5 separate regions of the Sus scrofa genome follow, and all the other regions are linked to region 2. A link is a contact called in public Hi-C and HiChIP or PLAC-seq data. All regions are on one chromosome and are shown on one strand. Each heading gives the region's core, a stretch centred on a gene start, on an enhancer-like site or on the middle of the called end of the contact. The rest is flanking DNA. Distances are from core to core; before and after follow the strand shown.

Region 1 (4,257 bases), core at 1,081-3,580, 250 kb before region 2:
GCTTCCTAAGCGGAAAACTGAAAGAGGGGCGAGGTGAAAGGAACAAATAATACATTTCGCGGCGGGCGCAGCCCTGGTCCTTTTGCCGGACCTGATCCAGCGACACTGAGCAGCGGCTCAGCGGCAGGACCCAGACCCACGCTTCCTCCTCCCCACTCTCCGGTAGACCCCAAAGGCAGGAGCCCCAAAAGGAGGTGACCAAGCAGCATTCCCACTCTCAAGCGGTAGGTTCTTGTCCCTCACTCCAAAGGGCCCAAGCCTGATCAGATCCCAAGCTCCCACCACACGATTCCGCGTTCCCTCCACACAGACCCTCGGGACTTCCCAGATCCCACATCTTCGTCCTTCCTGGACCCCAGGCTCCATTCCCTACGATCACAGACAGGGGTCCGTTACCTGCAGAGCGGCTCGACAACCCTGCAGGTAGTCTTCCATGGTGAAGCCCAAGGTGTGCCGCCGCCCCTCTCCGCGGAGAGGTTAACCAGTAAATGCGCCCCGCCCCGGACTCAGGGGCTTGAGGCGAGAGTCAGGAGGCGGGACTCGAACCCGCCATAAAGCCATTCGGCCGGGACCCCAGGAGGAAGTGCGTAAGCGGGCGCCCACGGAATCCGACGTCGCCCCGCCCCCAGAGACAGAAGCCGAGTTCTGCGCCCAGAGACTCACGGGAAGCGCGAAGCGGGTGGTGGTGGTGCAAGGCGTCCTGGGAAATGTAGTCCCAAAACTCCAAAACGGCCCTAAGAATTGAGGGAAGGAGAATTTTCTGAGATCGCTTATTTGACACACAAGTGTAAATGCGTCACATAAACTTTGTGGCATCTGAATTTTCCCTCTTGAGTCAGATTAAGTATAGCATCTTTCTATCTATATATTACACTGACCATCTGGTTGACATTTTAAATCACACTGGGCAAAAACGGCTTTTCAACTTTCTCGAATTCTCTACTTTAACAAACGGTCCCATTGCAATCACAATTTTGTGATTATCCATGTTATAAAAATATTGGAATATGAAAACATCGTAATAATCTTTGGCCTCTCTTCTTAATTCCTACAGCCTCTTGCCAACTCCAGTTGCTGCCATTACAACTCTATAGCCTCTTTTTTTCTATAGCGTCAGCAAATTCTCTTTCTTTTTCCGGACTGTTGTAACTTGGGTTTCTGCTCACCTGCCTCCCTAATTGTTCCAAATGCCCCTGCAGCCTTCAGAGTTGTTTGAAGTTTCATCCTGGAGCAGCCATGTAAGTAGAGCTTGGGGGAACCTTTCAGAATGTAGAGTTGGGTTCCAACCACATTTAACTACCACCTTCCAGCCCCAGGGTAGTGCAGAATACTGCAGAAAATGTGCTTTTTTTTTTTTTTTTTTGTCTTTTTGCCTTTTCTAGGGCCGCTTCCTGTGGCATATGGAAGTTCCCAGGCTAGGGGTCTAATCGGAGCTGTAGTCGCCGGCCTACGCCAGAGCCACAGCAACATGGGATCTGAGCCTTGTCTGTGACCTACACCACAGCTTAACCCACTGATCAAGGCCAGGGATCGAACCCGCAACCTCATGATTCCTAGTCGGATTCGTTAACCACTGTGCCACAATGGGAACTCCGTGATAAATGTACTCTTTTCATCAAATGTTCCCTCATTTATTAATGAATCCCTTTGTTTCCTACCACCAACCTCACACCAGTTTTTCCTGCTCCCCAAGCTCGGAATTGAGAGGAGGTGATAGATGAGAAGCTGAGGCCTGTGGTGGGAACAAGGACCGGAGCAGAGGGATATTGAAGCTCCTGCTTGCTCAGCTAGTTTTCTCCCTGCTTCACTCTTCCCAGAGCCTGGGGCTTCTTACACACCCTCTCTGCACTACCAGGGGCATAGCCCAACTGGTTTCTAGACTAAAAAAGTGAGCAAATACGTGTATGTGTTACTGGGTCACCTTGCTGTGCAGCAGAAAATTGACAGAACACTGTAAATCAGCTATAATGGAAAAAATAAAAATCATTATTAACTATAAAAAAAAAAAGTGAGGGAGTTTCTGTTGCGGTGCGGCGGAAACGAATCCGACTAGGGACCATGAGGTTGCGGGTTCGATCCCTGGCCTTGCTCCGTGGGTTAAGGATCCTGGCATTGCCGTAGGCTGTGGTGTAGGTGGCAGATGCAGCTCAGATCCTTTGTTGCTGATCTGATTAGATCCCAGCCTGGGAACTTCCATGTGCCGCAGGTGCGGCCCTAAAAAACAAAAAACAAACAAAAAAGAGATATAGTAAGGATTTTGAAAGGATAAGGATTTTTCACTTTAAATGAGTAATTATGCTAATATCACGCTGTCTGGCCTGCCTCTGTGGATCCAGAGCAAAGGACTTTTGTACCTAGAGAGAAAGCCCAGATCCAACAAGCTGCTGCTGTCCGGCCCTGCTCCTCCTCCCCACTCAGCAAGGGCCCTTGCTTTTCCCTCTTCTCACCAGAGAGGCACAAGCGCTCCGTCCCTTCCAGCGGCAGGCGGAGGGAGGAGAAAGGGTCTGTTGTTTTTCTCTCCTGTTTCTCTCTCTCTCACTGCTGATCACCAAGCTGCTGACCAGGTCAGAAAGCCCTAATGGAAATCCTCCAGTGCTGGCCTGGCTCCTCCTCCTCCCAGAAGCTTGTCCTTGACTGATTTTTCTTTGTCCCGACGGGAAAGAGAGAGAGAGAGAGAGAGAAAGAAGAAAAAAGAAAACCCACAAACTTCCTTTGAAAACCAGCTCGCTAGACTGGGCCTGGAGCGCACGCCCTAGACTCGGCGACTCAGAAATCCTGGAGACGCTCTGAGCGACCTGGGAGTACCTGGGCTGCACTCCTGCCGGTCTCCACCCTCTTCCAGTGCCCCCGGCCGGCCGTGGGCGTGAGTCCGGAAGTGGCCACCATCCGGCCAAGACTGCTGCGCACAAACCCGTGTAAACCTGTGCGAGCTCTGGCTTTGACAGCTGGAAGGCAGCTGGGAGTGTGGTGGCGCCCCTCACTGCACCCACCTGCCCCATCGTATTGCCAGAGCTGCACCCTCCTTCTGTGTCCTGGAACAGCACCCACTTCTTTAAGGTAAAAACTTTGAACCATTTCCTTCACCTCTTCTCCTAATCCCCAGTCCTCTGTTTCCTCTTTAGCCCTGGGGAGGTGACACTGACTGTTCTTCCACGTTGGGTCTCTACACGTTTAGATTTTGAGAGGCGTTCAGGCAGAAGGAATATGTAAAAGACGCTGCTTGGGTCCCTGTATTTCTTCCTTTTAATGACACCTTCCCCCTCTCCCTTGCTAGCACGTAGACAAGGCACCGTCGTTGACTTAACTCTGAGGAGAACTTCTAAACCATTAGTTCTGTGACGATTTGCATCAGAGCGAGAAAGAGATTAGAGGGGGACAGTAAAGCACTTGAGGGGAGAGTAAAGTTCCTAGGGAGTGCGGGTGGGGGGCGTCTTGTGGAAGCTGGGTACCAGTTGTATATGCTTCTTCCAACTTTTGGCTACTTACTGCCGCTGGCTAGGGGTGGGTCTGGGCTGCTTTACCTCTCACTCACCACCAGAGGATAATTCCAGCTGGAGAAAATGTGTTGGATTTAAGAGGAAAAAGAAAGAGAAATCCTGATTTGTTTGAGTACCTGTGCTCCCTCATTCTCTCCTGCTCTGAAGGAGCACCAGGCAGGTACCTTGAAGAGGAGAAATTCTCCATCACGCTTCCTGCCTCTATTCTGAAGACTTAGCCCATCCAACTTTGCCCAGTTTCTCTGAGACCCAGCTTCCTCCGGTGTCCAGCTCCTGGGTTCTTTTGGTTTACCTGTCTGGCCAGCTAGCTGCCCAGCCCCCACTTAATTATTGATCTTTTCTTTTCTTCCCTGTTTTTCTCTAAGCTTTAAAAAAAGTGTTCCCAGGCTCTTGTTTCTGCTTCCCAGGCTCATCCTAAGTGTCATTTGGGAAAGGAGGAAAAAGAAGACAGAGAGAGAAAAAAAAAAGTGTCAGGCCTGCAGGCAATTTTTGCTATACTCTGATTCTTCTAAATTAACAACATGTAAATGAGATGCAGATAGCATAAATTATATTTGAATCAGGAGGATGATCAATTTGGGTGACTAGGCTTATTTTGGTGACTTTTATATTCTTCAGCTTCACTTCCCAGGCTTTACCCTAGCCCTAAATTCCTGCCAGATTGCAAGGGATTGCAAGAGGAAGCATAGTCTCAGGTTAGGAGGAAGCAAGAGAAAAGATTTCTAGCAAGTTTAATTTCTCCCTTTTTCTCACCCAATCA
Region 2 (3,988 bases), core at 939-3,438:
CTGTGGAGCAGTTGAGTCTTTAGCCGTAGACCTTCCACATGCTGCAGGTGTGGCCCCAAAAAGGGGGGGATGGAATAACTTGAGGTTTCATTAATATATTATTTTTCCCTAGTGTATTAAGCCTTGGTTTTCTTCTACAAAATCATATTCCAATTTTGTCACTAGTTTTTACCAGAAAAATAAAAGTTCAATAACTCAGAATTTTGTTAGCAATTTTCCTAAGTCATCCTCCCATTCATTCAAGGGTGCATTGAATGTCTAATATTTATCAGGCACTGCTGAGCACCAGTGATACAGAAGCAAAACATGATGCCAAAGTGGAATTTTTCTCTATTCTTAGGTTATTTTTTAATCTTTCCCCTCTCATCCTACCCAAAAATATTTTACTATTTTGAGGACATAATGTCTATCTTTCTAACTACTCCAGCACCTCTAATGAAAACCTTACACTTAGAAGGATGTACTTTCAGCAGTCATCAAAAGATATAAATATGTCAATAATAAAAGTTACCCTACTTTTAAAGAACCCAGATATCCTATCTTAGTGGGAAATAGTATGCTAGGTTTAATTTTTTTTTGAAGAAAGAAGAGAGGAAATAAGGAAGAACTGAAGGAAGGAACATCAGATGTAAAAAAGCTCTAAAATTAAAAACATTTAAACTGGAAAGTATCTATTCTGAGTAGTTGTTTTCTTTTAATAGGTTCTTCATCACTTTGATTCGTCTAGTCAAGATTCAGTGCCAAAAAGAAGAAAGTTTAGTGAACCAAAGGAACATATATAAAAAAATGATTTTCTTCATGTTTGCAAAGTTCTTCACAACATTTAAATGAAAGGACACTATATTACTATTTTAAGGTGTGTTTGCCCTACCACTGAAAACTTATAGGTAGTCTTAAGCAGTTAGTACACTGAAATGAATTCTTAGCTATCATATGATGATCTTTAATCTTATCTGAGACAAATTCAAGAGAACTTTTGAGTAAGAACAAAAATAACCAGTGTTGTAATTTATTCTGTTAATTATCTACTCAATTTGATCTATATTCCATTTGGTGGACATTTCCTTTAAACTTATATTAACTTTTAAGGCCCTCTTAAGCCATTTTTTGAAGTAAATAATGTTTATTTTGGTATTAAATTTTGATAGGAATTCATTTTTTACCTATGTTAAAACCATATAATTTAACTGCCTGTGTTTGTCATTATGTTGTTAAAACAATGTTATTCAGTACTTTGATATAGTGTATTAACATAATAATATATAATGTGCAATTAAAAATTGGTGCTTACTTTTTTAGCATTTTTTACAAGACAAAAAAGACTAAAAGTCTGACATTTTGGGTAGCATAAATAAAACATTGTTCAGCATCTAGACTCGTTCATGGCTTCTAATTTTTATTTAAATAGCAGAAAATGTTTAGGCACTAATTTTGACATCATTTCAGTAGATGTTACTTAAGAGTTGAGCACACTTCCTAGAACTTTTGGTAGTGTGAAAGAAACTGTGTTTTTAGTGAGAAATCTGGGATCTGATTTCAGACTTGACTGTTTCCTGTGCTCTACAAAAGGAAGACTTAAAACTTGTCTGTTTGCCTCTTGCAGTTTCAGCAGCCATATTCTAAAAACATACATTATCCATGAGCTCGCCAGTAGCAAGCACTAATAGAGAAAGTATGAATGCTATGGTAGAAATGTGCCTACCCTGTTTAATATAAACCAAATAAACGTCCACAAACTAACCCAGATCAGGTTTTTCTGGAGCAGGAAAGTTAGGGTTAAGCTAATTGTCGAAAACAGCCAATTTTTTAAATGTGTTCTTAGCTTTATTGGATCCCCAACTATCACACCTAATTGTCCCACTATACACTGCTACAGTAACACACCTGCTACACTGAAGTCAGTTGACCAACAGAAACCTTTGTAGATGGGCAGCTGGTGATAGCTCACGGAAGGCTTTGATTGGCCGGATTAGTGGGGGTGGGGAGTGCAGCCCTCTTTCCTCTCTCTACCAAGGTTCCTTCATTGGATTGACCAGCTGTCAGGTTAAACCCAAACCTGCCTCCTTTCGGTGGTGTTTGTCTGGATCGCAACACAATAGCCGGGGGGGAGAGCCTCCTCTTGTAAGCTCTGATTGGCTGAACTCAGCTTTGGAGCTTTCTGATTGGTCTAATGAAGAAACACCAAGGTAGGTTGCCTAGTGATCCTGAGGAAGCTGATGTGTTATTCCTTCTTTGCATCGAAGGATCAGGAAGTTTGTTCCCTTTGCGTGGCTGAGAAGTTTTTCACCTACTAGGACGGGGGTGGGGGGTGGGGGTGGGGACACGTGTCCTAAAATTGAGCTCAAGCTGCAGCCTGCCTTTGGCGGTAACCCAGGAGTAACGTCAGGTAAGCAACGGGGTGAATACATTTCCTAACATCCAAAAAAACCTCCAAGTTTTTTATTTTATGGGGTGAGGGAGGTTTTTATTTAATTTTGGAGCTATTGGTTTTTTGATTTTTTTTGGCTTTTTCCAAATAGTATTTTTAATTAGTAAATGCCCAGGGGCGATTAACTCCTCAAAGAAAATTTTTTATTTTTTTCCCCCAAAGATTTAAAATTTTTTGGATTGGATTAGGAAATAAACCTGTTCCTTATGCCAGATAGGCTTAGTGCTCTTAAGCAATTGTTTCTTGGTTCTCTTCCTCTTTCACTCTTCCCGCCTCCCACCAAGAGTTATTTGAAATATAGCCTTGTACAGAGAATCTCTTGTAAGTCACTTCATTTGTATTTCTTTTTAAATGTTCAAATGCTTTTCTGAGTATTCATTTTAATCAGTATATATTTATCGAGCAGTTACAACGTTAAAGACATTGTGCTAGTTGCTATGGAGAATATAAAAACCCAAGAAGACAATGTCCCTGCCCTCAAGAAGTTTACATTTGAGAGACAGCCATACCAAATGAAAGACTATAATAAATACTTTAAAGGAAGTAAGTATAAATAAAATTGTATGAAAGTACAGCTGAGGGAGAGACCTGTCCTGGCGATGGGACATATGGGTAATGAAGAAGCAGATTCACTTAAGAATAGGCCTTTGAAGAATGGGTAGAATTTAGAGAGGAAGGGAAAAGGGAAAGAACTTTAGCTTGTAAGAATGAGCGGAGGTGGAATTTAAGGGACATGTTTGAAAAATGGTTTAACAGTACATAATTGGGAATAATGGGAAGATTGCTAGAAGGTAGAATGGGATCCAGTCAGAGAGGCTTTTGAATGCATTCTTTTGATCTTGAAAAAGCTATTCTTTTCAATAATTGCTAGTTTAAAATATTATATTTCATCTTAAAAATTGGCATTTAGATTTATGTGAAGTATACTAACTTTATCACAGCTGATAATGCAGTTACTCTTGACTAGATTTTTACAACTGTAGTGCATGGTATAAAAAGGCTTGTACTTTCATAGTTTTGGTAATTGAGAAAGAATATACTAATCTTTTTTTTTTTTTTTTTTTTTTTTTTTTTTTTGCTATTTCTTGGGCCGCTCCCGCGGCATATGGAGGTTCCCAGGCTAGGGGTTGAATTGGAGCTATAGCTGCCGGCCTACGCCAGAGCCACAGCAACGCTGGATCCGAGCCACGTCTGCAACCTACACCACAGCTCATGGCAACGCCGGATCGTTAACCCACTGAGCAAGGGCAGGGACCGAACCCGCAACCTCATGGTTCCTAGTCGGATTCGTTAACCAGTGCGCCATGACGGGAACTCCAGAATATACTAATCTTTTAGCATTTTCTTGCCAGTACTTTTTGTTGGTAGCTGTTTGTGTATTCACAAGATGACTAGCCTAGGGATAGAGACAAAAGTTTTCTAGCTATATGGAGTTACCATACATGATCTTCTGAATGTTATTCTCCAGACTAGCACTCTTCCAAAGTGAGTGCATGAAATGAGTTATGGTCTTGGAAGGAAATATTAGAACGTGTATTTCTATTTAGTTTTTCTGAAAAT
Region 3 (4,325 bases), core at 900-3,399, 220 kb before region 2:
TGTTTCTGCTGAGCCACAATGGGAACTCCTGCAATCGGATTCTTAATCCACTGTGCCAGAGTAGAAACTTCTATTTTTCCTTTTGTTATGAAACTTTTTCTCCCCAGAATTCCTGGTAACTCAATCTCTCTGCTCCTGTACTAGCCAAGCTCTACTCTTTTACCCAAAGTGGCTTCTGTGTTGTGGAAGCCAGCCCCACCTGGGAAGACTAAGACCTATTTTCCACAATGGAGGATCCACGTCTTTGCTTGTCCCAGAAGCCTGCTCAGATACCTAATTCCCAGGCTGAAGACCTGATGGTGTCCTCTGCCTCAGGACACCTCAGCAGCCCTTACAGAGGAAGTGAGTCAGGCAGGCAGCTTAGGGCACTTGTGGGCATGGGTGTGGCCATGCCACCCCAGGGCGGTGGGTGGAGGATGGGTCAGAAGAGCAATGATCAAAATCTCCTGGTGCAAGTGAGGCAGAGTGAAAGAGTGTGAGTGAGTGTGAGTGTGTTTGTGTTTGGAAACTGGTACCATCATTCTACTGCTGCCTGAGGCCCAGTTTTGCCTCCTCCTTTGTCTCTGGGGGAGGGGACACCCTGTTATCTTTATTTTTCAGGCCATGACTATTCAGCTTCTGCCCCAAACTTCTGCTCCCCCTGCTATCTTAAAAGAAAGTTAACTGGTCTTCAGTCCTCTGAGGAATCATTTTAAAAGACTGGTGGGACTTTGGGAAAGCCTGGCATCTAGGAAAACTGCCTGAGAAAAAGGGTTTAGAAAGTAAAAGGTTTGAACCAAGTAGGACAGACATGGGGCGGGAGTAGAGAGCTTACTCAAAGTTTAGCCAGGGCCCAAAGAGGAGACACTGGAACCCTGCTGGAAAAGGGAATCTGGGGAAGGCACGTAAGAAAGGTAGAGAGAGGAGTTTCCATTGTGGCACAGTGGTTAACGAATCAACTAGGAATCATGAGGTTGCGGGTTCGATCCCTGCCCTTGCTCAGTGGGTTAAGGATCCGGCGTTGCCGTGAGCTGTGATGTAGGTTGCAGACTCAGCTCGGATCCTGTGTGGCTGTGGTGTAGGCCGGTGGCTACAGCTCCGATTAGACCCCTAGCCTGGGAACCTCCATATGCCATGGGAGTGGCCCTAGAAAAGGCAAAAAAAAAAAAAAAAAAAAAAAAAAAAAAAAGGTAGAGGGAGGAGGTCCTCCTGGGGCTCAGTGGGATCAGTGGCATTTTGGGAGCACTGGCACGCAAGCACAGTGGGCTAAGGATCCAGTGTTGTGACAGCTACAACTGCAGGTTGGATGTGACCTCTGGATATGTTGGATATGCCACAGGGCGGCCAAAAAAGGGGGGAGAAAAGGTAGAGGGAACCGTGGAATTGGGAGATTGAGGGAGGGGCAGTAACAGTAGGGAAGGGGTAGCCGGATATGGTATGCTAATATGATATGCTATTAAAGGAGTTTAGCCTGGGGCAAAGGAATAAAGGGCTAGAGTGGTTGTTGGGAACTGGAAAACCGGGCTAAAGAAGGCTGAAGAGTCCAGGGAATGGACCAACAGGTCTGAATTCCCTAGTGGTAGGTTGGCATGGGCTGGGGCCTCTCACCGCAAAGAGCAAAGGAAATGTTTGGAGGTCAGCTTCTGCCTCCTTCTCCAGAAAGAGCCTTAAGCAAGGGTCTCAAACTGGATTAGTGAGGTCATACATTCTTTCTTAACAGAACTGTCAAAGCCCCTGAACTTGACTAGATAAACTTTGAAACCAGCCACTGTCAGAGGTTCTAATTGTGACAGTATAAAAAGCACCATTTCATTACCGTAAAGAATTCAATTACCTCTACTTAGGGGGCCCTCTCTAAACAAACCCTTAGACACATTTTGGTCACACTCTGTCCTCTGTACGAATCAAGGCCAATTTTGTAGGATAAACATTTTGCATCTTCCTGAAACATTGCTTTTACCAGACTAAGGGAAAAACATTTTACAATATGAATTTAAATACGGATAAACGTGGTCTAGATGGCAAACTCGAACGCATTTTACATTAAAAAGTTGGAGGTTGGCTCCTTCAGAGTCTACTACAGGAGGGTATGTGTACCACTGCGGGTAGGTTTTAAACAGCACTGGGTGGAAACGCTGTGGGTTTTACGGCGGGCTGGGGCGGGGGACGCCCTAGGGGTAGCGGGCTCCGCGCTGGAAGGACAGCGGAATCTCGAGGGCCCGCTGCCTGGGTCGGCCTTGGCGAGGCGCTCGGCCTCGGCGCGCGGCACTTGGAAAGGACTCTCAGGGGCTGCGCCCCCTCCTGCCTCCCAGTAGGGCTGGAGGTGAGAAGTGTGGCAGTCGGTCGCGCAGAGGGAACCGGGGGCTGCAGCCGGGTGCAGGTCGGGGACCGCAGTTGGGGGTGGCCGGGGTGGGGTGGGGCAGGGGCAATACCGCTCTGCGGTCCCCGGTCTGTCCCGCGGTTCCCCAGGGCTACATCTAACCTTTAACGGAGAGACAAGGGGCTGGGAGAGAACCCACACTGCCTGCCCTCATCGGGGGGCTTCTCCCTCGATGCCAGGATGCCAGTGGGCGCGGCTGCAGAACCCGCGCCGCAAGGGCTCGGGTCCCCGGGCCGGGAAGGGGGCGGCGGCAGGCGGCGGGGGCTGGGCGCGGCTGCCCCGCGCGGAGGCCCGGGCCCCTCCGCCCGCCCTTCTCTCCCTTTCCGTCGCCGGGCCGCAGGCCCACGCCCAGTCTCCCGGCTCCTGTGTTGCTCGCGGCCTTTCTTTCCCGGGCTGGCTGGCTGGGCTCGCACTCAGCTCGGCTGGGCTCGGCGGGCGGCGGGCGGAGGAGGAAGGAGGGAGGGAGCGAGCGGGCAGGCGGGCGGGCGGAAGGGGGAGGAGAGGAGCGAGCGGAGCCAGTTCGGAGGGGGCCCGGAGCTCGGACGAGAAGAGAGACGGAGCAGCGGCTCCCGGCCGGGCCAGCTCCGCGACGCCGCCGCCGCCGCCGCCGAGTGAGTCGGGACCCCAGCCCGGGAGCCCGAGGCGCCGCGCGCAGGGGTGGGGCGGGACGAGGCCCGGAAAAGTTGCGAGAACTGGGGGCCGCGCGGACGCGGCTCGGCGGACTGGGCCCGGTGGGGAAGGGAGCGGGCTGAGGAGGGCAGAGGGGCCCGGGGGCACACCCTCGGGCGGCCGGGCGCGGGGCGCCGCCGCGGGCTCGGGGCCTCTGCCCGGCGCGCTCATGGCGGCCGGCCTGGGGAGGGCGGGCCGGAGCGCCTCGCGGGAGCGGCCGGGCCCCCAGCGCCGCCCGAGGGCAGACTGGCCGGGCGCCTGGGCGCGCCGCCCGGAGCCCGGAGGAGCCCTCCTGGGCAACAGGTATGGAACAGGAGGTGGGGCCGCGGGGCCGCTAGCGGACGGCGGAGCCCCTTTGTTGGAAAGTAGAGAAGCCCGGGGATCACTTGCGCGAGAGCCCTCTGCCTGGCAGCCGGCCCGCGCGGCGTGGCCCCTGCCTGGCTCTGACGGCCCCATGGCTAGAGTGGGAGGAGGGCGGAGGGTCTTGCTGTTCTTTCTTACCCGCCTACTGTGCCCAGTCCGGGAGGGAGGTCAGAACGTCCATGTGCTTTACGTGAAACAGGAAGGAGTGGCTCTGAGTTTCTGCCCCGGCCACCCCAAGGCGAAGGCTCCTATACCGTTATGGGGCGTGTGGGCTGGGGAGGGGGAAGCCACTGGAGAGACTGGTTTTCTGGGCCTCGACTCGCTAATTACTGGCCCGGAGGCTCACTGGCTAGTAGGTTAATTGCAGGTGTGTGGTACTAATTGTTGGCCTGAATTTAGGGGTTCACTCTCCCCAAGCCGGGCTCTTAGCAGCAAAATCTGGTCTCAGGCACCTGAGTTGCTAGGTGCAGGAGTCAGGAGGTTCTGAGGATCCTTGAGGAAAGGCATGAGCTCCTTTTCCCAGAGAATTGTATCAGAGAAGGCCTCCAGCAGGCAGTCATTCCAAATCTGTGTTGGAGGGGTTGGTGTCCCATACCAGAGTCCAGGTGACTGGGCCTAATGTGAGCTGACAGCACTTGTGATGGGACTAGACTGCAGCCTCCTCCCTCAGGGCCTGGCCCTAATCATACAGTGACCTGCACAGACTCTCTGTTCTGAAGAGAGAGTTCCTTGTCTTTCTTGGTACCCCACAATCCACTCCCTTCACTGGGGCCTCTGGCCAGCTATCCTCCTGGGAGGAAAGGCCTCCACTTTCCCCTGTCACTGGCCACAGGCTGTCTGAGCCTTTACTGTGCCTTCAGCACCTTCCCCACATCTGGCCTCTTCAACCTGCCAGCCTCTCCCTGCCTCTGGGGGCTGTAGTCTCATGCAGTAT
Region 4 (3,902 bases), core at 397-2,896, 180 kb before region 2:
ACAGCAGGTCTTTACCAAGTGCACTCCTAGATGATCCTACTACAAAATCAAAACAATTAATTGTTCTGATGTAGAGTGAAGGATAAAGAAGGGAAATGGACTTAAGACTTGGACTTCTAAAAAAAAAAAAAAAAAGACTTGGACTCCTCTATTGCTAATCATATATTAGCCTCTGATAGATAAACATTATATGGGTGGTATGAGGTCAGATTTTGGCCCCTAACCTTTGGGGAAGGGTAAGGTTTTACACATCTGTACCTTCTGAAGTATAAAGTGCACAATGTCATCAATAATTATGGACAGATTTCCTTCTATTTCTCAAAAGGTCCTTACTTGGATGCATCATCAAAGAGCTGGTCAACATGGGCCACCTCGGATTCCTTCTGTATTACCCAAGTCTCCAACTCTGCTAGTTGCTTCTTGCGCTGCTGTACACAGTCCATCTTTTCCAATTCTTCATCAATGAACTGTCGAAGTTCTTCCATAGAGATACCCAGTTCCTCAACGACTGCCTGTTGCAGCTCTGCAATTTCTTCAGACTCCATTGCAGCTGCTGCTGCATCCAAACCAATGCACCCAGGGAGGGAGGACATACTGTTGTCCTCTATATAGAGAGCAGGAAACTAAAATTACTATAACGACAATACAGAATTTCAGTGACCTAACAAAACTCATTTCTACTCTGCTATTTGTTACTCAAATATATATAGGTAGGTTTGATTCCATGTTCTTTCTCCCCATTCTCCAGTGTCTGAAGCTGAGATTTTGCAGTTCTCACCTCTTGCAGGCTAGACTACAGACCTGAATAAAACGAAAAAGTTTGAGAGGGCGTGGAGAACACATATTACGCAACAGGGAGCTATCTAAAATGTTTTAGGAAACTGAAGAGAATCAACATATCGAAGAGATTTCTGTGACCTGTGTTCTTTAATTAACTAATTTGATATATCCCTGTTTGCACACCATGACTAACCTGAGTAAATATCCCCACCTGGAGCAGAGGATTTGGTCTGTAACTCAATAATTTCTTTTTAATTACTTTTCCCCCTACATTACTTTGCTTTCACATGGCAATTTACATTTTTAAAAAGTCTGTAATACTTAAGCAGACAAAAGCTTGCAGCAAAGAGGTTTCCCCAAAGTGAAAAGAAATAAAACAATTTGGGAATAAAAAATGTGGCTGCCTCAAATCGTCAATTCAAACGCCCCCACACTTTGGTGTTAACTGCTTTCCTGATCAAACGGTTCAAACAAAACTGACGCCAGAATGCCGCGCGACCCCAGTGCCAATTTTCACCGTCTCCATTTTTCTTTTGCCCACACGCCGCCCCACCCCCGTGTTACTCATTTTAGGGGTGCGTCCCACCCACCCGCGAACCCAGCTCAACCCCGCCCCCGATAGTCTCTCAGGGAAGACTTCCTACCCATCCTCACCCGACCTCCCACCACAAACAAACCATTCGAGATAAGCCCTTGGTCTCCAAATACCTCAATTAACAGTGTTTCCCACACCTCCCTGCTTCCAGCTACGATGGCTCTTTCTCACCGACCAGACCCCACGATTCAGGGGTCGGCCTCGGTAGGAAAGAACGAAACCGAAGGGAAAAGGGAGCAGGGGGAGGGGAAGAAGCGTGAGGGAGGGAAGGGGAAGAAAAAAAAAAAAAAAAAAAAAAAGACGCCGGAAGCAAACCTGAGGCGCTGTTCCGGTCGCCACGACGGTAGCCTGACGGGGTCAAATTCAAAGAGGCAGGGCGCCCCTAAAAGGGTGAGAAACGCCGCCTAATACGCATGCGTCAAAGCGGAGCCTCCCGGAGCACACGTGAGAAGAGTCTGGCTAAAGTAGGCGTGGCCTGGGGTGCATTGCAGAAGCTCCGCCTCTTCCACCACTCCAAGTGGTGGCAGTATTGCCAAGAGCCAAAAAGGATGAAAAGTTGTCTTTTTGGCAGTTGCACAATATTTCATAATATGACATAATAACCCATATTTTGAAATCTAGTTTTCAGTTTTTAGCCACTACAAATCACTCAGCAATAAACATTAAAATGGAGTTCCCCCTGAGGCTCAATGTGTTAAGAATCCTGGGTTAGGAATCCAGCTGGGGCAGCTGGGGTCGCTGTGGAGCTACTTAGAAACCCAGGCGGATGAGTTGCCCTGCCATAATGAGAGAACGCTAGAGGGTCTCGCGCTGGCAATTAAAGTGACTCTGGGCACTTTAATTTACAACTCATTGGTTGGAAATGAGTCATAAGGCCCTACCCAAACACAGAGGGGCCAGGAAGAACATTCACTCCAGGGAGGGAGAACCAGATGTATTTGATGAATCAGCACTGTTGACTACCACGGAATCTCGTCATTGCTTTAATCTGCCCAGCTATCTTTACACTAACTGCACCTAACTTCATTAAAAAAATATATAAACCTGGGGAGTTCCCGTAGTGGCTCAGTGGTTAACGAATCCAACTAAGAACCATGAAACTTCGGGTTTGATCCCTGGCCCCACTCAGTGGGTTAAGGATCCCACATTGTGGTGAGCTGTGGTGTAGGTCTCAGACGCAGCTTGGATCTAGCATTGCTGTGGCTCTGGTGTAGGACAGCAGCTACAGCCCTGATTAGACCCCTAGCCTGGGGACATCCATATGTTGCCGGTGTGGCCCTGGAAAAGACAAAAAGACAAATAAAATAAAATAAAATAAAAAAATCAGTGTTGGAGTTCCCGACATGGCTCAGCAGTAATGAACCCGACTAGTATCCATGAGGAAGTGGGTTTGATCCCTGGCCTCGCTCAGTGGGTTAGGTATCTGGCTTTGTGAGTTGTGGTGCAGGTCACAAATGTGGCTCAGATCTGGCGCTGCTGTGGCTGTGGTGGAAGCTGGCAGCTGTAGCTCCAGTTGAACCCCTAGCCGGGGAACTTCTCTATGCCATGGGTGCAGCCCTAAAAAAACCCCAAAAGAATCACTTTTCTAGACCATCACTCTTTCCCTACAGAGTTAACTCCTCCCTCTGTGGTTCTTTTATCTTAGTTCCTTTCCACTTGTGAGTTATCTATGTGTGTTTTCTCTGCTGGTTTGTGATCAACTCAAGGCTAAGGTCCTGTCTTAATCATCTTTGTTTCCCCTAGCATCTGACATATGGTGCCCCGTTATATCTAATGATTGAAGGAAATCTTTGCTCTGCCCTGATTATTTTTCTGTTAGTTAAATTCTCTTAGTTTTCTGATGTGTGTGTGGGTGGGCTGGGGGTGGAAATGAGGAATGGGGGGTGTTGAAGAGAAGCAGGAGGTTTTGGAGCATCTTATTCCAGCCTGATTTCTTCATTGCTCTGAAAAGCTGAAGCAATCAGTCCAGTAGATCAGCAGTGGGACTCAGGAAGTGTCTTCAGAGGACTTACTACTAAATTACAATCAGGGAGCCTGTTAGAGATCCTAAATCTCTGGTCCCACCAAGTGGGTCCTGAACCAGAATCTGAATTTTTTTTTTTTTTTTTTTTTTGGCTGTGTCCATGGCATACAGAAGTTCCAGGACCAGGGATAAAACCAGTGCCACAGCAGTGACAATGCTGCATCCTTAACCCACTGCACCACCAGAGAACACCAGAATCTGAATTTTAATGAGAACTCCAGGTAATTTGTTTGCTCACTAGAATTTGAGAAGCAGTTGTAGGAAAGACTGGTTTGAGATGTATAGTCCTTCCCAGGACAATATTTAGGGAGACAAGTTCTGGCTTTGTTTTTGTTGAGGACTAAATACTATTGTCAGAGATGATCAGGACCTGATATAAATGATTCACATTATTAAAAATTACAAATTATTGAGATAGACAGCTTATTGCCAGTTTAATAATATAGCATAATAAATAACTGGTGCATCAGTTGGAATGCTCATGTTGCTGCGCTCCGCACGTTG
Region 5 (3,904 bases), core at 888-3,387, 160 kb after region 2:
AATAACTACCACAATATGGGGAACGTGACCTTGAGGGTAACCAGTAAATATAAAAAGTAAACAACAAACAACCTGACCAGAAAAGAAGGCAGCCAGAAGAAGCAGTGCACAGAAGAGAGTAAGCCCCACTCCTCGGTGCTTCCTGGTTCCAGAGCATAGTGGGAGGCTAGTGTCAGTCTTCATGCCCTCCAAGCTGACATGAACAAGGAAAGGAGGCCAGGTAGTGTGCTCATTTGTGGAAGCCACATTAAAACTAAATATATGCATAACAAGGACCTACTGTATAGCACAGGGAACTCAATATTCTGTAATAACCTATATGGGAAAAGAATCTGAAAAAGAATTGATATTTGTACATGCATAACTGAATCACTCTACTGTATACCTGAAACACAACACTTTAAATCAACCCTGCTCCAGTATAAAACAAAAATTTAAAAAAGAACTCAATATATGCTACAAGATGACAACTTACAATGCTTGTCTCAAGAGTTGGGCTAAATTGGCATATTATCATTCTGTATTCAACATAACACCTCTCCCTTTCACTAACACAAATAATCACTGCTTAACAGACCCAGGCTAACTAAAAACTTTCATCCTAGGTTTCCAGCTTAGCCAGGAGTCAAGACAAGCAATATGGAGTTCCCGTCATGGCTCAGTGGTTAACAAACCCAACTAGTATCCATGAGGACACGGGTTCAATCCTTGGCCTTGCTCAGCGGGTTAAGGATCTGGTTTGCCATGAGCTGTGATGTAGGTCGCAGGTGCAGCTCAGATCCAGTGTTGCTGTGGCTGTGGCGTAGGCTGGCTGCTACAGCTCCGATTTGACCCCTAGCCTGGGAACCACCATATGCCTCCAGCGCAGCCCTAAAAAGACAAAAAAAAAAAAAAAAAAAAAAAATCAAAAAAGATAAGCAGTCCATGGTAGGCCTCCCTCTCAACTGAAAATGGAGAAACTGAGGCAAAAAAAAAAAAATGCTAGAAATTCCCACTTAAACATCTCTTAGCAGCCCCTATATCCCAATAAGGAAGAAACGTACTGCTTTCCCCTCTGCAGAATCGAATGTCAGAAATCTGAGGTCAGAATCTTTTTCCAAGGGCCGTTCCAGATCATAAGGTTCTCCATTCACTACAGCAGCTACTGCAGTATCTGCCAGTTTTGAACTTCAACAGTGGGGGTGAGGATAAAAAAAGACAAGGTTACAAGCTACAGAGGAAGACAGGAACTAATCCTTAGCAACTCTAAACTTGCGAAGGGGAAATGTATTACCAGAACACTGGAATCTTTTCTTTTTTTTTCCCCTCAATGCATAATAGAGAAAGGTCAGAGACCATAAAACTAATGCAGATAAAAAGGAATATGCAGGAAAGGCTATCTTGATGGGGATGGAATAAACATGCAGAGTTCTTTCCCTGCTCAAGTAAACAAAGTACAGAGGTAGGTTTACCCGGTAGGTATAGAAGGCCTGGTACCTGATCTGCTGAGCTAGTTGGTAAGGGGTTGTGTTCCATGCCACAGCATCCACTTTCCTGCCTCCAGGAAGCGATACCTTAATAGCCCGGTGTTCCTTCTGCGCCATGCTTGCTAACTTCTTTACCTGGGCGGTCCATAGCTCCTCAAAAAAGCCAAGCCGCTCTACCAACCAGTGTGGAGGAGTGGGCACAGCTGCCTGGAGGAAAAGATGTTAGGAGGTAACACAGGTCCCAAAATTCCTTATTGAGCTTGGGGGTAGTGGGAAGTGAGAACATTTAAGTGGCCATGATCTTAAATCCCAGTCTTTAAAAAAAGAATGGGAGGTATAAGGCCCTAGGCTGGGAGTGCTACATTCCCCAGACGGCTACCCTAGGAAAAAGATGGCGTACCTAAGGGCTACGGTAGCCGGGTCCCGAACGTAGGGCGGGAGTAGGGGGTGTCAGATGGGGTTGAGAGCCTATACTTTGGGCTTCAGCTGCGCTAGGTCCGATGTGTTTCGGAACTTTTGGGTACCTCACGCACCGTGTGCAGCCCGCAGGCTTGTAACCCTGGGAGCCGAAGTCGCCGCCACCTCCGATACAGCCCCATGTTCCTTCAGACCCGTCACACAGCCTCAAATAAATGATCGCTCCTTCTCTTTTGTCGGATTCTTCATTGGCTGCTGGCCCAACAATACCCATGCCTATTGGTTGTTATAGCTGTCACTCCAGTCTGGCCCCACCTCCAGGAACTCCGAAGCGGTATACCCCACACAGCACAAGCAGCGGTGTGGGTGGTTCCGGGTGACCGGAAGACCTAAGCTGATGCACACAGGGAATTCCAGTACCTGCAGAGTTTCAGACCAAAGTAGCAGTAAGATATGCTGCGGCTTTAAGGACAGAAGCAGGGAAACTTAGAGAGTGGGAGAAAAACGGACCAGAAGGGGTTGTTATTTCCTTTTAACTCTAAGTTTTCTTTTACACAGGCTTCACCGGGATGTGAAGTGAAGGAAACAGGTAAGAGCATAAATCTGGAATGAGACAGACCTGGTATAAATCCTGGATCACTGCGTAATTTGGGGTAAATTAATTCCTTTTAAACTTCAATTTTCTCATCTGTAAAATGAGAATAATAATATCATTCTGGTAGTTCTCATGTGGCTTAACGAGTTAAGGATCCGGCAGTGGCCCGGGTTGGATCCCTGGTCTGGTAACTTCCACATGCCTCCGTGTGCAGCCAAAACAAACAAAACAAACAAACAAAAAACCCTTAACTGTTGAGGTTAATTTTATGTAAATCGTCTAATATACTGCATGGTCCACAGTAATCGGCAACAATAGCAACAATCCATGAGAAAAAATGAATACAACATATAACAGCTTTGAGGCTGGAGCAAAACAAAGACTTTAAGGCTGGAGCAAAACAAAAGCAGAGGGCACTCCTTGGAGTCCCTTCATACTCGGTGCTTAAAGAAGGACCTCTGAGACCTCTTAGACCGTACACATGAGGAATTTAAGATCAGAGAAGGTAAGTGATTTAAGATCAAACAGTAAGCACTGACGCTGGATTCTCAATCCAAGTCTTCTATTCTTCTACCACACCAGACTCTCTCTAGTAAGAATTTTATCCCCAATATAATTCCCCCACCACTTAAGAAAAAAAGTTCCTGACCCTAGAATCTTAGCTCTCTGCTTTCTACACAGGACCTTTGCCTCTCATTCCCATCCAAGCTCTCAACTTCCTTTATCCCTTCTCTCCCCTCTCCCTATATCTAGAACATAAGACTAGATATATTTGATTTGTTTTACACAGTGAAAAATGAAACACAGGAGTTCCTGCTGTGGCACAGCGAGGTAGGAATCCAACTGTAGCCACCTCAGGTGGCTGCAAAGACTCGGGTTCCATCCCCTGCCAGAGCAGTGGATTAAGGATCCGCCATTGCCACTGACGTGGCATAAGTCACAGCTGTGGCTGGGATTCAATCCCTAGCCTGGGAACTTCCATATGCCATGAATGTGGCCATAAATTAAAGGAGAAGGAAAGAAAGAAAGAAAAAGAAAAGAAAAATGACCAGATTTGTAGTAAAGTTTGAGGGAAATGCACTTGGGGACAGCTGTGAGGTTCTTGGTAATTCCCATTAGTCCCCTCACCTGGGGGTGGGGATGGTTGGTTCTCATGTTTCCAATGGTGATGGAATCAAGGATTGTGGAGGAAGAGCTTTCAGAGAAAGATGTTTAATCTAAGTTTCCAGAGGTTCTGTTCTGCGGGAGGCAGCTGTTGATCTTAGTCACAGGCACCACTCTGCATCTTGGCTCCATATTCTGGCATGTTAGACACCCTGAAATACAAAAAGAAATAGACAAGAGTGTGGAGGAGGAAGTTTACCTGTGTGTGTGTGTTTGGGAGAAGGTAGGTAGAATTTTTAAATGGCATTCAGAAAATGTGACA

The links. Hi-C and Micro-C count contacts between places; a contact is called where the count stands out from the background. HiChIP or PLAC-seq counts read pairs in DNA pulled down with a chosen protein or histone mark.
Region 1: an H3K27ac HiChIP or PLAC-seq map of alveolar macrophages shows a contact between it and region 2. The contact joins the promoter of MINDY1 here to the promoter of GOLPH3L in region 2. A contact is called at or near these places in 2 of 5 promoter capture datasets (fetal liver and liver), 1 of 47 Hi-C or Micro-C datasets (liver) and 1 of 2 datasets of contacts at active chromatin or transcription factors (alveolar macrophages).
Region 3: an H3K27ac HiChIP or PLAC-seq map of alveolar macrophages shows a contact between it and region 2. The contact joins the promoter of CERS2 here to the promoter of GOLPH3L in region 2. A contact is called at or near these places in 2 of 5 promoter capture datasets (fetal liver and fetal skeletal muscle), 1 of 47 Hi-C or Micro-C datasets (liver) and 1 of 2 datasets of contacts at active chromatin or transcription factors (alveolar macrophages).
Region 4: a contact with region 2 is called in a Hi-C map of liver, with 4 times the contacts expected there. The contact joins the promoter of SETDB1 here to the promoter of GOLPH3L in region 2. A contact is called at or near these places in 1 of 5 promoter capture datasets (liver), 3 of 47 Hi-C or Micro-C datasets (embryonic fibroblasts, heart right ventricle and liver) and 2 of 2 datasets of contacts at active chromatin or transcription factors (alveolar macrophages and skeletal muscle).
Region 5: an H3K27ac HiChIP or PLAC-seq map of alveolar macrophages shows a contact between it and region 2. The contact joins the promoter of TARS2 here to the promoter of GOLPH3L in region 2. A contact is called at or near these places in 2 of 47 Hi-C or Micro-C datasets (liver and skeletal muscle) and 1 of 2 datasets of contacts at active chromatin or transcription factors (alveolar macrophages).

The regions. Positions count from the first base shown.
Region 1 is chr4:98,216,286-98,220,542 of Sscrofa11.1, forward strand. It overlaps MINDY1 (ubiquitin carboxyl-terminal hydrolase MINDY-1), which reads left to right and starts at 2,331. Exons shown (of 10, transcript XM_001929665.7): 1 at 2,331-3,057. It overlaps PRUNE1 (protein prune homolog), which reads right to left and starts at 2,577. Exons shown (of 9, transcript XM_013997183.2): 1 at 2,448-2,577; 2 at 664-734.
Region 2 is chr4:98,468,279-98,472,266 of Sscrofa11.1, forward strand. GOLPH3L (Golgi phosphoprotein 3-like) reads left to right here and starts at 2,189. Exons shown (of 5, transcript XM_013997188.2): 1 at 2,189-2,386. HORMAD1 (HORMA domain containing 1) reads left to right here. Exons shown (of 15, transcript NM_001194981.1): 15 at 702-1,372. The coding sequence ends at 782.
Region 3 is chr4:98,248,624-98,252,948 of Sscrofa11.1, forward strand. CERS2 (ceramide synthase 2) reads left to right here and starts at 2,150. Exons shown (of 11, transcript XM_005663490.3): 1 at 2,150-2,302.
Region 4 is chr4:98,291,424-98,295,325 of Sscrofa11.1, forward strand. SETDB1 (histone-lysine N-methyltransferase SETDB1) reads right to left here and starts at 1,647. Exons shown (of 22, transcript XM_005663488.3): 1 at 1,489-1,647; 2 at 334-604. The coding sequence starts at 593.
Region 5 is chr4:98,633,181-98,637,084 of Sscrofa11.1, forward strand. It overlaps TARS2 (threonine--tRNA ligase, mitochondrial), which reads right to left and starts at 2,138. Exons shown (of 18, transcript XM_003355197.4): 1 at 2,000-2,138; 2 at 1,477-1,673; 3 at 1,044-1,167. The coding sequence starts at 2,065.